Linked DNA regions of Lactuca sativa: region 1 is linked to region 2. Evidence: chromatin contacts called from public Hi-C data. All regions are on one chromosome and are shown on one strand. Each heading gives the region's core, a stretch centred on a gene start, on an enhancer-like site or on the middle of the called end of the contact. The rest is flanking DNA. Distances are from core to core; before and after follow the strand shown. Region 1 holds the start of LOC111877721 (nuclear transport factor 2B). Region 2 holds the start of LOC111877720 (protein NUCLEAR FUSION DEFECTIVE 4).

Region 1 (6,310 bases), core at 656-3,155, 610 kb after region 2:
CTTGTTCGTCATACGCACATATCGCTTTTCATCCGTCTTCAGTAATCATATTATGCAATATGCCAATATGATAAATGTATACATGAGTTCTTGAAGTTTTTCCTCGTCTAAATAAATTATTGGTTTTTTTCACTATGTACCAACGCTTCTTAAGAGATCCAAGAGCCCGACTGAGATCCTTCTTAGCTCTTTCTTGAACTCTCTTGAATTTTTCCGTCTAGAACCATGTAGACATGAAAATGATTTAACAAACACACCATACTCAAAATAGATCCCATCAACAAGATAACAACCATACTTATATGACGTTATATATACATGAAAAGAAGAATTTGGTGCAAATCAGTCATATATGTTGTTAAATGTAAGTAAATGATTAAGAATATTGATGTCGTTAATCGAACCAGACGAACAAAAAAAAGTTTTAAATCTATATATCCTGAGTGCGGTCAAACCACATACCGTATGAGATGCTAAATCTGACTCTCTTTAGGTTGTATGAATATATGATGACAACAAATCGAGGAACTAAAAAAACAAGAATAATGTGGTGTGATGGTGGGGTCTATCTAATTTTTGGCTTTTTGTAATTAAAAGAAATATAAAATAAAGTATTAATATAAAAAATTAAATGATACTATTCACATAAATTATAATAAAGGAGAAAATTTATGAATTTTATAAATCACATTAATCATTTATTTAAAAAAAAAGATATTTCCAGTAAAGACCTAATATTTTCATCGATTTGACAAGAAAGTCCTAAAATTTATTTTTTTGACAGTAAAGTCCTAACTACCAGCGGTTTTTGACGCTTTTACATTTTGCCGTTTAACTGGTAATTAGGATTTTTTTTGTCAAAAAATAAATAAATAAAGTTTACAACTTTCTTGTCAAATCGTAAATTAGGACTTTACTGTAAAAAAAAAATTAGGACTTTCTTATTAAATTGTTGAAAATATTGAGACTTTAGTATATATATCAATTTTTTTGGTTAGAAATTTTATGATATGATAGTCTTTAAGCATAAGAGTTATTGAAACATGCTCTAGTTAGCTAGATCTTATTGAAATTCTTAATCTTTGCTTTTTGTTAAATAATTTTTTTAATCTCAACAAAATGATATTGAAAAAATAGAGATAATCAAGAAAGATAGAAAAAATCAGGGTTGTGGTTGTGTTGGTTTTCTGCGGTCCTAAAAATGGAGAACTAAGAAACCAGAAAAAAATCGCCTTCTTACCCCTTCTCCACATTCTCACCGAAAGGCAACTTTTTTTCCTGTTTTGTTAGTTCTCCATTTTTAGGACCGTAAAAATCCAACATAACCCACAACCCTGATGTTTTCTTTCTTCCTTGATTATCTCTATTTTTTTTCAATAATGTTTTGTTGAGATTAAAAAAACTATTTAACAAAAAGCAAAGATTAAGGATTTCAAGAGGATCTCGCTAACTAGAACATGTTTCAATAACTCTTATGCTTAAAGACTATCATATCATTAAATTTCTAACAAAAAAATAGATATATACACTAAAGTCCCAATATTTTCAACAATTTGACAAGAGTCTTAAACTTTATTTTTTGACACTAAAGTCCTAATTTACGATTTGACAAGAAAGTCGTAAACTTTATTTTTTTGACAAAAAAATCATAATTATCGGCTAACTTGCAAAAATGGGTAACAGCGTCAAAAACCATCGGTAGTTAGGACTTTACTGTCAAAAAAATAAATTTTAGGATTTTCTTATCAAATCGATCGATGAAAATATTAAGATTTTACTTATATATCCTTAAAAGATTTACAAATAAATCTAAAAACTATAAGAATCCATTTCATAGTTTTGCAACTTTTTTTTTGGGTGGGCCTAACCATACCCGGCTCATTGTAGCGTGATTTATCAGCTGAGTTGAGTATTGAGAGAGGGAGAAAGAAAGGGATAGAAACACAAACAGAGTGAAACAGAAAGAGGTGAACGAAGGCGGAGAAACAAAAATGGATCCAGACGCTTTATCGAAAGCATTCGTAGATCATTACTACTCGACGTTCGATAACAATCGCGCTGGATTAGCTAATCTGTATCAAGATACTTCCATGTTGACCTTTGAAGGCCAGAAGATCCAAGGCTCTCAGAACATCGTCGCCAAGCTCACCTCCCTCCCTTTCCAGCAGTGCAAACACAGCATCACCACCGTCGATTGTCAGCCATCTGGACCTGCCGGCGGTATGCTTGTTTTCGTCAGCGGAAATCTCCAGCTTGCTGGTGAACAGCACGCTCTGCGATTCAGTCAGGTATTTCTTCAAACACCTTGTCCGCACAACTTTATTTCGATTGCTTTAATCTGGATCTTAATCTGTGCTTTTGATTCATAGAATAGTGAGAATTTAGGGTTTACATTACAATCCTAATTGAAAACGGCCTAGATGTTTTGTCGTTGCTTGGAGAGCTTCGATTAATGCCCTCAACTACAGATTTGTGACGATTAATACAGTTTCACTTTGATCATCTTGACAACATTCAACAAATGTTTGTGTTTAATTTCAACCACCCCACTTTGCTGTGGTGCGTATACACTTAAATTCTGAATCGCAACTCTCTCTTTGTTAAGAACACTAGTAATATTGAGCTCTAACAGCTTTCCCAAACTGATTTCTTACAAGATTGTAAAACATATCCAACTCTCTTAACTCACAAGACTTATGCTCACTGACATGAAAGGGTTCTCTAGTGTTACAGAAGTTGGAACTTTCAAATTTCCAATGTTCATAACTTTATGGAAACTATTAGGCTGATCAGTTTTTATGTTTAAATCACTTATGTCAACAACATTTGTAACTCCTTATTAGCATTGTCCTATGTTTATCAACTCCTAAATCAATGATCCAAACATTTGATTTTACAAGTTTTAAGACAAGTTTGTGGCATTACTGTATGTCACATATCTTTTAATTGTATTCATTAGGCTATTATACTTATATTTGTTTTCTCATTGCACCATTTTGGTGGATTTCAATTGGGTGAACAGGTATTTAATCCTATATGGCATCCATGTGGATTTTTTTTTTTTTTAAATTCATGAATTGTAGAAAGTGTTTGTTGAAGAATTTCTGATAGTGGCTGATTTTTGATTCAGATGTTCCATTTGATGCCGACACCACAAGGAAGCTTTTATGTGTACAATGACATATTCCGCTTGAATTATGCATGAGAAAAGGTGTCATATTCAAACCCCAAGTGTGTTTTTTAGATTTTCAACATCCATTTCTTGTCAAATTTCAAATATGCTTTTTTTTAATTAGAGTATTAAGATGATAAATCAATCATTTTAGTCTCTAGATGTTGCTTATCTTTCTAAACTTGAAGATTATGTTTGTTTTCATATGAAACTTGTTCTTATAATTCTTATCATTTGTGGTCTTGAATCCTGGGATTTGGTTGAAATTGGAATTGTTTACCATTCTAATCATGTGTTTGAATGTAAATGAATATGGAGTTGAATGCTTGTTGGAATGTAGAAATCCATTTTAAGGATGGATTTCAACCTTCCAATAGATACCATGGAACTCAATTCCTTTTTTTTTTTTTTTTTTTTTGTGAAAGCTTACAAATTCCATTCAAGCTATGTTTAAAAGGCTAGCTGAAAAACTAGTTGGGAGCCTATAAAAGCTAATTGATACCTGAAAAGCTAGCTACTCTTGAAAAACTAGTTTAAGACTGTGTTTGGCGCGCTACAGCTATCTAGCTATTTGATATGCTAGTTTATTTTTTAAAGTTTTTTAAGTTGTCATGTTTGACAAACCAAAAAATAATTTAGAAGTTAGCTTTTTGAAAAACTATTTAAACTAGCTATTTTGGAGATTTTTAAAAATTTTCAAATGTACCATTTAATTGATTTTTGAAACAAATTCTTTTAAATGTTTTTTTATGACATTTTATATCTTTCGGCTAGCTTTTCTATTAGTTTAACAAAATGTTATTTTTTTAACGGATAATTTTTTAGCTATCATCCAACTTTTTAATTTATTTAACAGTTAGTTTTTTTAGCTATCAGTTAGCTTTTCAGCTAATAGGTAGCGTCTAAGTAGCTTTTAAAAAAAAATAGTTTATCAATTATTTTTTTACTTGCCAACATGTTAATTTAAAAAAGCTTAAAAAATAAGAAAACACGGTCTTAGGGGTGTTTGGCTTAACTTTTGAGAGTTCAAAAGTCCTTTTTAAAAAAGATCAAAGGCAAAAAGATGTTTGGCAAAAGACTTTTAAAAACTACTTTTGGATAGAAGTAAAATCACTTTTTTGGAAAAGTTAGGAAAATCTGATTTTTTGCAATTTTTCCAAAAAGAATTTTTGGTTTCTAAAAAGCTAAGCTAAATACCCCTTAGTGTTCTTCAACCAAACACGTGACAAAATTCAATTCATTCATGTTTGAAATTTATTAAATCTCGTTTTCTTTGCAAAGGCTATCATTGTATTTACAAACGTTTTTATTATATGATTAAAATCACATCGATTTCATATATACGCTTTAAATGGATTTAGCCATTTTTGATTAAATACTATTTTTTGGACATAAGATACACTAAACCTGATAATTAGTTTTTTTTTTTAAATACTATTTTTGATTAAATACTAAAGTACCATGTAATTGTGCATTTATTTGCATCGATGAGAGATCAAAAATGTAGTGGTGATAATTAAGCTCTAATATCAAGAAGGTTAATGTTTTTCTGTTAATTAATCTATCATTAATGTAAACATATACACCATTATAATCAATGGACAATTGTATTTGGTACTTTAATGAAAATAAATGGACAATTATATTTGGTACTTTAGGGTAAATATATTTGTCTATTGATCTCTCGTTAATGAAAATAAATGGACAATTATATTTGGTACTTTAGGGTAAATATATTTGTCTATTGATCTCTCGTTAATGAAAATAAATGGACAATTATATTTGGTACTTTAGGGTAAATATGAACATCAGTTGCGGACTAGTCAGCTATTTTTTTTGGTGTGCTTTCGGTTAGAATGGTTTGGTCAGAACTGAGATGGTCTTTGCAGCATCCAACAAAGAATATTAAACATTAATTAAAATTATACAATATTTCATTAATATAAAATCTTACAAATTGTTTTATAATACTATCTAAAATTCTAAATTGTAAAACATAAACATATAGCATTGAAAAGAAATATCCGGTGGGAAATTCCAATAATTGTAGCTATCATAACTATGTGTATTTTACTTGCATAATTTGTCTGGAAAGCAAAAACGTTAATATTGGAAAGATTAGGTATAATCGAAATACTAAACTAAAAACACCCCTTGTAGGTGCTAGTAGGAATTAGATTATTTCATAAAAATTCTTTTTTAAAAGTCTGAAAGTTTAATGCAGAATTACTTCGTCCCAATTACAAAATATGGTTTAAAATTTCACATTTAATTATTACGAGGGTGTTTTAGCATATAATATCATAAGAAAAGCTTAACAATACATGTATCACCTTCAAAATGTCTAATACTGTGCTAAAAATCTTTCATCTCGGATCTGCAAGTACACGTCAAAATAATGAGTCAGGCTCAGTAATACCAGAATCTAATCAAGGAACGGAAGTGAGAATGTCGATTCCCAATCCCTAAGTATAAATTCCATAAATATTTTCGAAACTTTGTTTTAAAAGTATTTATTTATCTCAAATCATTACTCTCCATTAAGTTCACTTTCCTACATAAGTCCAATGGTGAGACAAATATACCGAATAAGCTATCTGTTTATGACCGTTGTCAATGGCTAATCACCATCCGGTTTAAGATAAACACATGACCATTAAACATGTTTTTCATGGAATGAGATTGCAAAGCCATAAAGCATATTGAATCCTTTATAAGCGAATTTCACCATCTACCTATCAAAAGGAAATTTCATTCATCCTCTATTAAGTCATGGGACTCTCAAACCCATCCTACTTGCAATGCATAAGCAAGGATGTTTCAAAATTATATTTCTAAATCATATAGCCATTTTCATTTTAAAACATGTCAAAAATAGATTTCATGTTATGCACACATATGCTATAAGGCCACAGAGTAAGTAATACATATAAGTACAGTAATACTTTTAAACATGTAAAAACATGGTTTAGGGGACATGTACTCATCTGGTTCCAATTTAAGCAAACAACACACTCCTTCAATTCTAAGCTTCTCAAATACCACCTAGTGGCATATAACTATGTCCCTTCCACCTCAAGTTTACAAAGGTTATCTCGCTACTCCTTTCTATACATGTATATAGTTTAATATTTTCAA
Region 2 (7,049 bases), core at 3,053-5,552:
TTTCGATAATGTTTATTATAAGAATCTAATGGTAGGCAAGGGTTTGTTTACATCGGATGTTGTTCTTTACACGGATTTATCATCCAGAAAAGTTGTTAAAAAGTTTGCTAATAATCGAGATGATTTTAATGCGGCGTTTATAACTGCGATGAGGAAACTTGGTAGGGTTGGGGTCAAAATTGGTAATCAAGGTGAAATAAGAAGGGATTGCACAGCTTTTAATTGACAAGATTTACCAAATGTTCATTTCAAGATTTATGATGCATTAAAGCCTCTTTAGTTTAGATGGAATGGAACAGCCAACAATTGAAATTGACAAGACTATGGAATATATTGTCATGTTATTGGGATGTAAGAATTAAATGAATTCTCATAGGAATTTTTTATATTAAATATAAAGAGAATGTATAATTTTTGTTTTACTCTATATATTATTTGATGATAATGAATTTTTTATTTACAAAAATGATAAATAAGTAATTAAATTATTAAAGCTTAATAAAACCAAATAAGACTATAATAAGAAAATATCATTATAAAGTATGTTCACTGTTATTTCTAATTAAAATCAAGAAATTTTGAAAAAAAAATATATTTGTTTTCTTCAACTTTATATAAATTAAAATAGGTTTGTTATAGTCTTTAATTAAATTCCATGTTGGCATGAAAAAAAAGTCAAAATAAAAAAAATTACAATATACTTCCTATTTCTTTTTCTATTGTACATTTTACTTTCATTTTTTTATTATTGGTTTGTACTTTCAAATGTTGATCCATTATAGCGTTGTATTTAAATATAATGTTATTTGATTAATATAAGGATGATCTAATTGAAATGACATACTTGGTATTTCTTCATTTAACCCAAAAAAAGACGCTAAGGAAAAAAAAAAGTAACAAAATGTAAGGAATTTATATCCAGTTGACCAATACAATTGCATAAAACAAACAATTCTTTTTCACTACGATGATATAAACCACAATTCCTTCTTCGTTCCATCAAACCAAACACTATCTAAATAACTGATTGTGTGTATCTTTCAAGCAAAGTATAATAGATTCATGAAAAACTGAATTTAAAAAAAAATGAAAAAAAACAAAACTCCAATCAAATTTGAACAACAATATACAAAAATAAAAATTCCAAAATTCCAAAACAAAACAAGAATCACACCCACGAGTCCAAAAATTTTAAGCGCGGGTTCTCCCGTAGAGGTTCTGGTAGACAACCTTAGTTCGGCGAACAAGTATCAAACTTAAGATAAGTGCGATGATACAAAGTCCTGACATTATCATGAATGTCAAAAAGAAGCACACTGAGCCTTCGCACTTGAGAGCGTCATCCGTGTCAAAAAGTTTGGTAAGAAAAGAAGAAGTGGAATTGGTAATTTGTTGATGGCGTTGTGCTGCTTGTTTCTCGGCTTCAGAGTCGTAAATATAGCTGGCAATGACACCAGAGAACACTAGTGAACCCGCAGGGTTCGCTAGTGTTAGGAAATTGTACAACGCTCCGAATTTTTTGAGTCCAAATAATTCGGAAGCTGTAGCAGGTACGATGGCCCAGTGGGCCCCGTACCCTAACCCGATTAGAAGTGTACCGATGTACATTGCACCGGGCCAACCCATGGCAAAGAATAAATGCCCGACTGCCATTATGGCTTGGGCAACTGCCATGGCTACGGGTCGGGGGTATGCGTAATCCCTGAAAAATGAAAAAAAAAATTATTAGAATTATCAAGGTTTTGGAATATTAGAGATCGCAATTTTAACGGTTTTCCTAAAATTGTTGATTTTGGTTGTGTTTTATCTATAACGGATCAATCGGCAAAAGAAAAGGTTAAATGATAGTAAAAGCAGCATACTTTCATTCATTCATTTATTAAAGCATCCTACTTACCATTGTATTTTGAAAAAACAACTCAATTATAGAAATATGATTTGAAGACAAAGCAATTATAACTACTATAATTAGGTAGATTTTTAAAGAAGTGCTTTAATAGGAGAAAAACTGAAAGTAGAATTCTATAATTTGTTAAAATTTTCAAAATATGATGCACTAAAATTGAAAACTAAAAGTACAATGCTACAATAGAAAAAAAAAGTAGAATGCTATAATAAATAAATGGCAATTTCAACCCATTTTCCAAAAAATGGCTTGATGTTTTACCTCTTCAACATTATACTTTTAAAAATCCACCAACTACAACAATAAATAAATAAAAAAAACAATTTCTCGCTACCACGCTAGAATTGAAGGTAAGAAAGTATAGTTTGTAATAAAAAAAAAACAAAAGTAGAATGTTATAATAAACAAATAAATAAAAGTATGTTTTTGTCATTGTATTTACCCAAAATCAAATACAAGAAACAACAACATACTTTCATGTATTTTCTTCACTATAGCATCCTACTTTCCTTTCTCCCCATTACATCATTTTTATTTTTATTTTAAATCTATCAACTATATAAAATACAATACTATATAAGGAGGTAGCTTTTCAAAGTAATTATAGTACAAACTATAATACACAAACAAACAAAAGTATTTATAACTTTATAAAGACATAATAAGTTGTATACCTGACAATGATCTCTGAGAAATAGCCACCTCCAACACGACCCAAGAAGTTCCAAATACTGATCATGGAGACAAAAATATGCGTGTTATCATACCCTAAAGACTCACTCATCTGCCCTAAATTATCAATCACTGTTAACCCTGAACCAGATCCCAACAGAAGCGACCAAAAAATCAACCAGAAATCTGCCTTAATCAAAGCTTGTGTCAGATCAAAATCCTCCCCTCGATGTGGTCCTCTTCGCCTCTTAATCCTCACCGCTCCTTCTGCCGCCGCCTGAGCCAGCTTCGACTGTAGTTGCAGGATCCTCTTTTGTCGTTCTGATGCCGGAAGTAAATCGACTTCTCTCGGCTTCTCATCTTCTAGTTCACTGAATATGATTTCGTTTGGATCGTGTTCGGATCTTTCGGGTTCTTTGTATTCTGATTCGGGTAGAAGAGATTCTTCGTTTGGGTTTGGGTTTCTCCGATCTGAAGAAAAGGTTAACCATAATGGAATTCCGATCGGAACTACTAACAGGACGAACAAAATCGCGGTGAAAATTTGGACTATGGTTTGGCTTAGATCGACTAAATCTTCGACGAGCATAACACCCATTAAGTAAGCGGCGAGAATGAGACAGATGCAGTAGATGAACGAGAAGCTTGATGCGTCTGATGTTCGGAGTTGTCTGTGACCTCCGACTGGTCTGACGATGAACATGAGGGAGATGACCACCATGGAAGGTCCCACGGCGACCATGAAGATAAGGGAAGCGCTATCTGGTGATTTGACTAACGCGTATATCTGGGTTAAGATTGCGCCGCCGAGACCTGCAAATCCCTTTAGGATTCCGACGACTGGGCCACGGCTTTTGGGGAAGTTTTGAACACATGAAACTAGTGCGACTGTGTTGAAGTATGTTTCGCCATTTGTTCCGATGAATATCAGAAGGCACATCTGCAAATCAACGTATCAACATATCAACATCACTAAAACGTTTTGATTTGTCTGAAAATTAATGAATACAGAAGCTAAATCACTTCGAAATGGATCAATTGAATGCATACCCAGAGAAATTCGTTTAATCGAACTCATGATCAACAGAATTTTGAATAAACAAAACAGAAATCAAATCAGGTTGAGTTATACTATTATACTATTAAGCTTCTTCATGATAAAACCAAAAGGAAATGATTCATGATTGGATAGGTGATCAACGGAGTGGTCCACTGACACACGTCTCGTTGACTAGTAATTAAGATGATCGGAGAAATAATACTTACAACCCACAATGGCAACACCGGAGCTCTACCGGTGATGATGAGCCACACCCAACCATACCCAACAAAGTTCTGAACAGCACCAACAAGTAACAGAGCCCACAACGGCAATATCTCCGACATACTTCCGGCCAAAAATCCAACACTATCACCGAGATCCTTAGCTACACCCAATCTCGCAACCTGCTTCTGATTATAGTTCAATGAACTCTTGATCACCGGAGAAATACTTCCGAACAAGTAGCCGATTCCGGCGCACGATTGAATCCACATTGCCGCCACAAAAACAAGCCATCTGTTGTTGAAGAAAGTGAGGATCAAATCCTTGACCCGACCCATTTTTGTGAATCCAGAGAGAATGGATGTTGGTGTTGTAGTTTTCCGATTTCTAATATCGGGAAGTGAAGATCTGTGTGATCAAAACAGACTTTTTGTGATGAATTCAGGATGTAGATTGCTTTGCTGTCAACACTGTCCTTTTCTAATTTTTAAATATTTTTTGTTTGTTTGGCAGGATATTGGAAAAAATACGAAATGCCTTTTAAAAAAAATCTGTCCACATTGGTTTTGCTATTTTAAATGAAAATGATGATAACTATTTGTTTGGCGGTATATCCATGTTTTATTTTTACAAAATTGCAAAAATGGTCGTTTGATTGTAAAAAATATATGATTTCTGATTAAAAATGTTTGGTGGTATATTATTGTTTTTATTTTAGATATTTTGTATGGTTTTAGTCTGTATTTAGTTAACTATAACAATTTGACTGTTAATTTTATTAGATTGATAATTTTACTCTCATTAATCATTTTTATAATCGTGTCTTTTTACCAAACTATAAGAACCATTTATACATATTTTCTTTTTAATTTTATTGAATTATTATATATAAATAAATATTATTTTTAATATATAATATTTATTGAAAATAGATGTCCACTGTTATAATTAATTTGTATAACTTTGAAAATAATAACAAATTCATTTTAGGATTGATTTCAATAGCTAAAATAGCAAAAAAAAATGAGAGTAAGATAAATAGTTTATTAATTTATTATTGGTTAATAAATTAATTAGAAACTTATTGAAACTTGTTGGAATTATATATATATATATATATATATATATATATATATATATATATATATATATATAATTAAAAGATATTTGGCTTATGAATAGTGACATGTACAAGTTGGCTTGAAATATGGAGATGTGACCTCTCTTTTGCATTGTCATTGGCTCGCCACCTCCTTCTTCTATAACCAAATAACCATTGTCTTCTTCTTATCTTTATATGTCGTCCACATCACCTTTTAATCATGGAATTGCCATCGATTTTGCTTATGTTTTTGGTGCACATGCGCTTCCAATCGGAGATGAAGGGTAGCAAAAGCTACAATAATTGTGCGCCTACATTTATGCATACTAAGTGACCATCGTTGTTGTGACAACCCGAAATTTCCATTCTGAACAAAACATATCAAACCAATAGAAGTTGGAACAGTTACAGAGAAATTCCAGACTTTGGGTATAAGTTTGAGTATTTCAGGTTTAACGCTTAAGGAGATATCAAGAGAGTGGATGCACTAGGGTTTTGTGCAACACTGTTATTCCAATTCTCTAGGATATTAGAGTTCATTCCGGGAATAAAATATTTTCTGCTAAAAATATCAGGACTATCTATAGAAATCTGAGCCATATTCATTCATTAGTTACATTTTCAACTAGAGAAAAGCCATTTTCTCTCTCACGGATCTTCGGGTTTTTATCCCAAATCGTGAGTACCTCTCTCTAGTTGTATTATATAACTTAGATTGTGCTTAATAACATCAAAATCATGACAGAACAACAAGATTTGTGAGTTTACCGCCCAAGAACACCTTGGGGAGTAAACTCCTTTTCACGAGCCAAATGGTGCCTAGTCCTTCCTTAAGCCATGAAACTAGTTTGGACTTGTACACAAATGAGTTTAGGGACAGAAAACAACCTCAAAACACTAAGATATGTGAGTTTACCGCCCAAGAACACCTTGGGGAGTAAACTCCTTTTTAAGGGCCAAAGTGTACCCAATGTCCCTACAAACTTTGGAAATGAACCTTGAGGCTACACATGACATGTTTAGACATCCAAAACAAATATAATCAAGGGTTGAAAGTGAGTTCACGGCCAAGGAAGTTCTTGGGCCGTGAACTCCATATTAGGGTGCCAAAATGCCCTAAAGACCTTCATTAAGCCAAGAGACAAACATAGCATCTTACCTTGATGTGTGTAGGACCCAAAACAATAAAAATATCAACACCCATGAGTGTTTATGGCCGCAAACACATGACCAAATGGTCCATGGGCCGTGAACTCAAGTTAAGGGTGTTTTGATGCCATACACACTTCCAAAGGCTTAGGCTTGAAATTAGAATGCTTCCTTATGACCTTTAGGACCCTCATAAACATAAATGGCCATGAGTTTACGGTAGTAAACTCATTTTGGCCGTGAACTCCTTAGAACTTCAAAGAAAGTGGGTTTTCTTCATCCTAAATTAGAGCTAATGTCCCTAAATCATTCCCAAGCCTTCAAACTTGCATTCCCACATGAGTAGCCATGAGTTTACGGCCGTAAACTCCCTTTGGCCGTGAACTCATGGTAGTAAACTCATGTGCGTGCCTTTATACCTTCCTATGTTGAATCACATGTGATTCCAACACTTGGTCAAGGTGTTACCTAGTCCCGGAAGGTGTTTCCTGTCATATAGATGTTATAAACACTATATTCATGTCAATATGTGTCCTTATATGTCATTTAGGACTTATTGTGTATCGGAACTTCATTCGTGGAACTTCTCATCCATACACGCGTACCCGCTAGAACCACTCACAACAGGTGAGTTCATACCCTTAAATCAATGTTTTAAATGTGTAACGACCCAATTTTCACGTCCAAAAATTTCGTTTTAAAACATTACTTTAAAAGACTTTAATAATTAAAACATTGTTTGATCAAACCATGATACAACGTAAACCGTGTCTAAAAGTCAAATCATACAACCAATCAAAATATTAGAGTATAAATCCCAGAGAATCTCGTAAATACGGAAACCAGAGAGTGTATGTGTGACATGCCGCTACCGCGCCGAATCCTTTCCCCTAGCTGAGGAGGTACCTGAAACCAAAACTGAAAACTGTAAGCACAAAGCTTAGTGAGTTCCCCCA

The links. A called contact is a pair of places that touch in the nucleus more often than the background predicts.
Region 1: a Hi-C map of leaf shows a contact between it and region 2, with 8 times the contacts expected there. The contact joins the promoter of LOC111877721 here to the promoter of LOC111877720 in region 2. A contact is called at or near these places in 4 of 4 Hi-C or Micro-C datasets (bud, leaf and seed).

What each region holds. Positions count from the first base shown.
Region 1 is chr3:209,810,754-209,817,063 of Lsat_Salinas_v11, forward strand. It overlaps LOC111877721 (nuclear transport factor 2B), which reads left to right and starts at 1,906. Exons shown (of 2, transcript XM_023874229.3): 1 at 1,906-2,288; 2 at 3,131-3,405. The coding sequence starts at 1,992. The coding sequence ends at 3,205.
Region 2 is chr3:209,200,588-209,207,636 of Lsat_Salinas_v11, forward strand. LOC111877720 (protein NUCLEAR FUSION DEFECTIVE 4) reads right to left here and starts at 4,303. Exons shown (of 3, transcript XM_023874228.3): 1 at 3,845-4,303; 2 at 2,581-3,518; 3 at 1,035-1,702. The coding sequence starts at 4,180. The coding sequence ends at 1,192. LOC111877715 (peroxidase 55) reads left to right here. Exons shown (of 3, transcript XM_023874224.2): 3 at 1-226. The coding sequence ends at 226.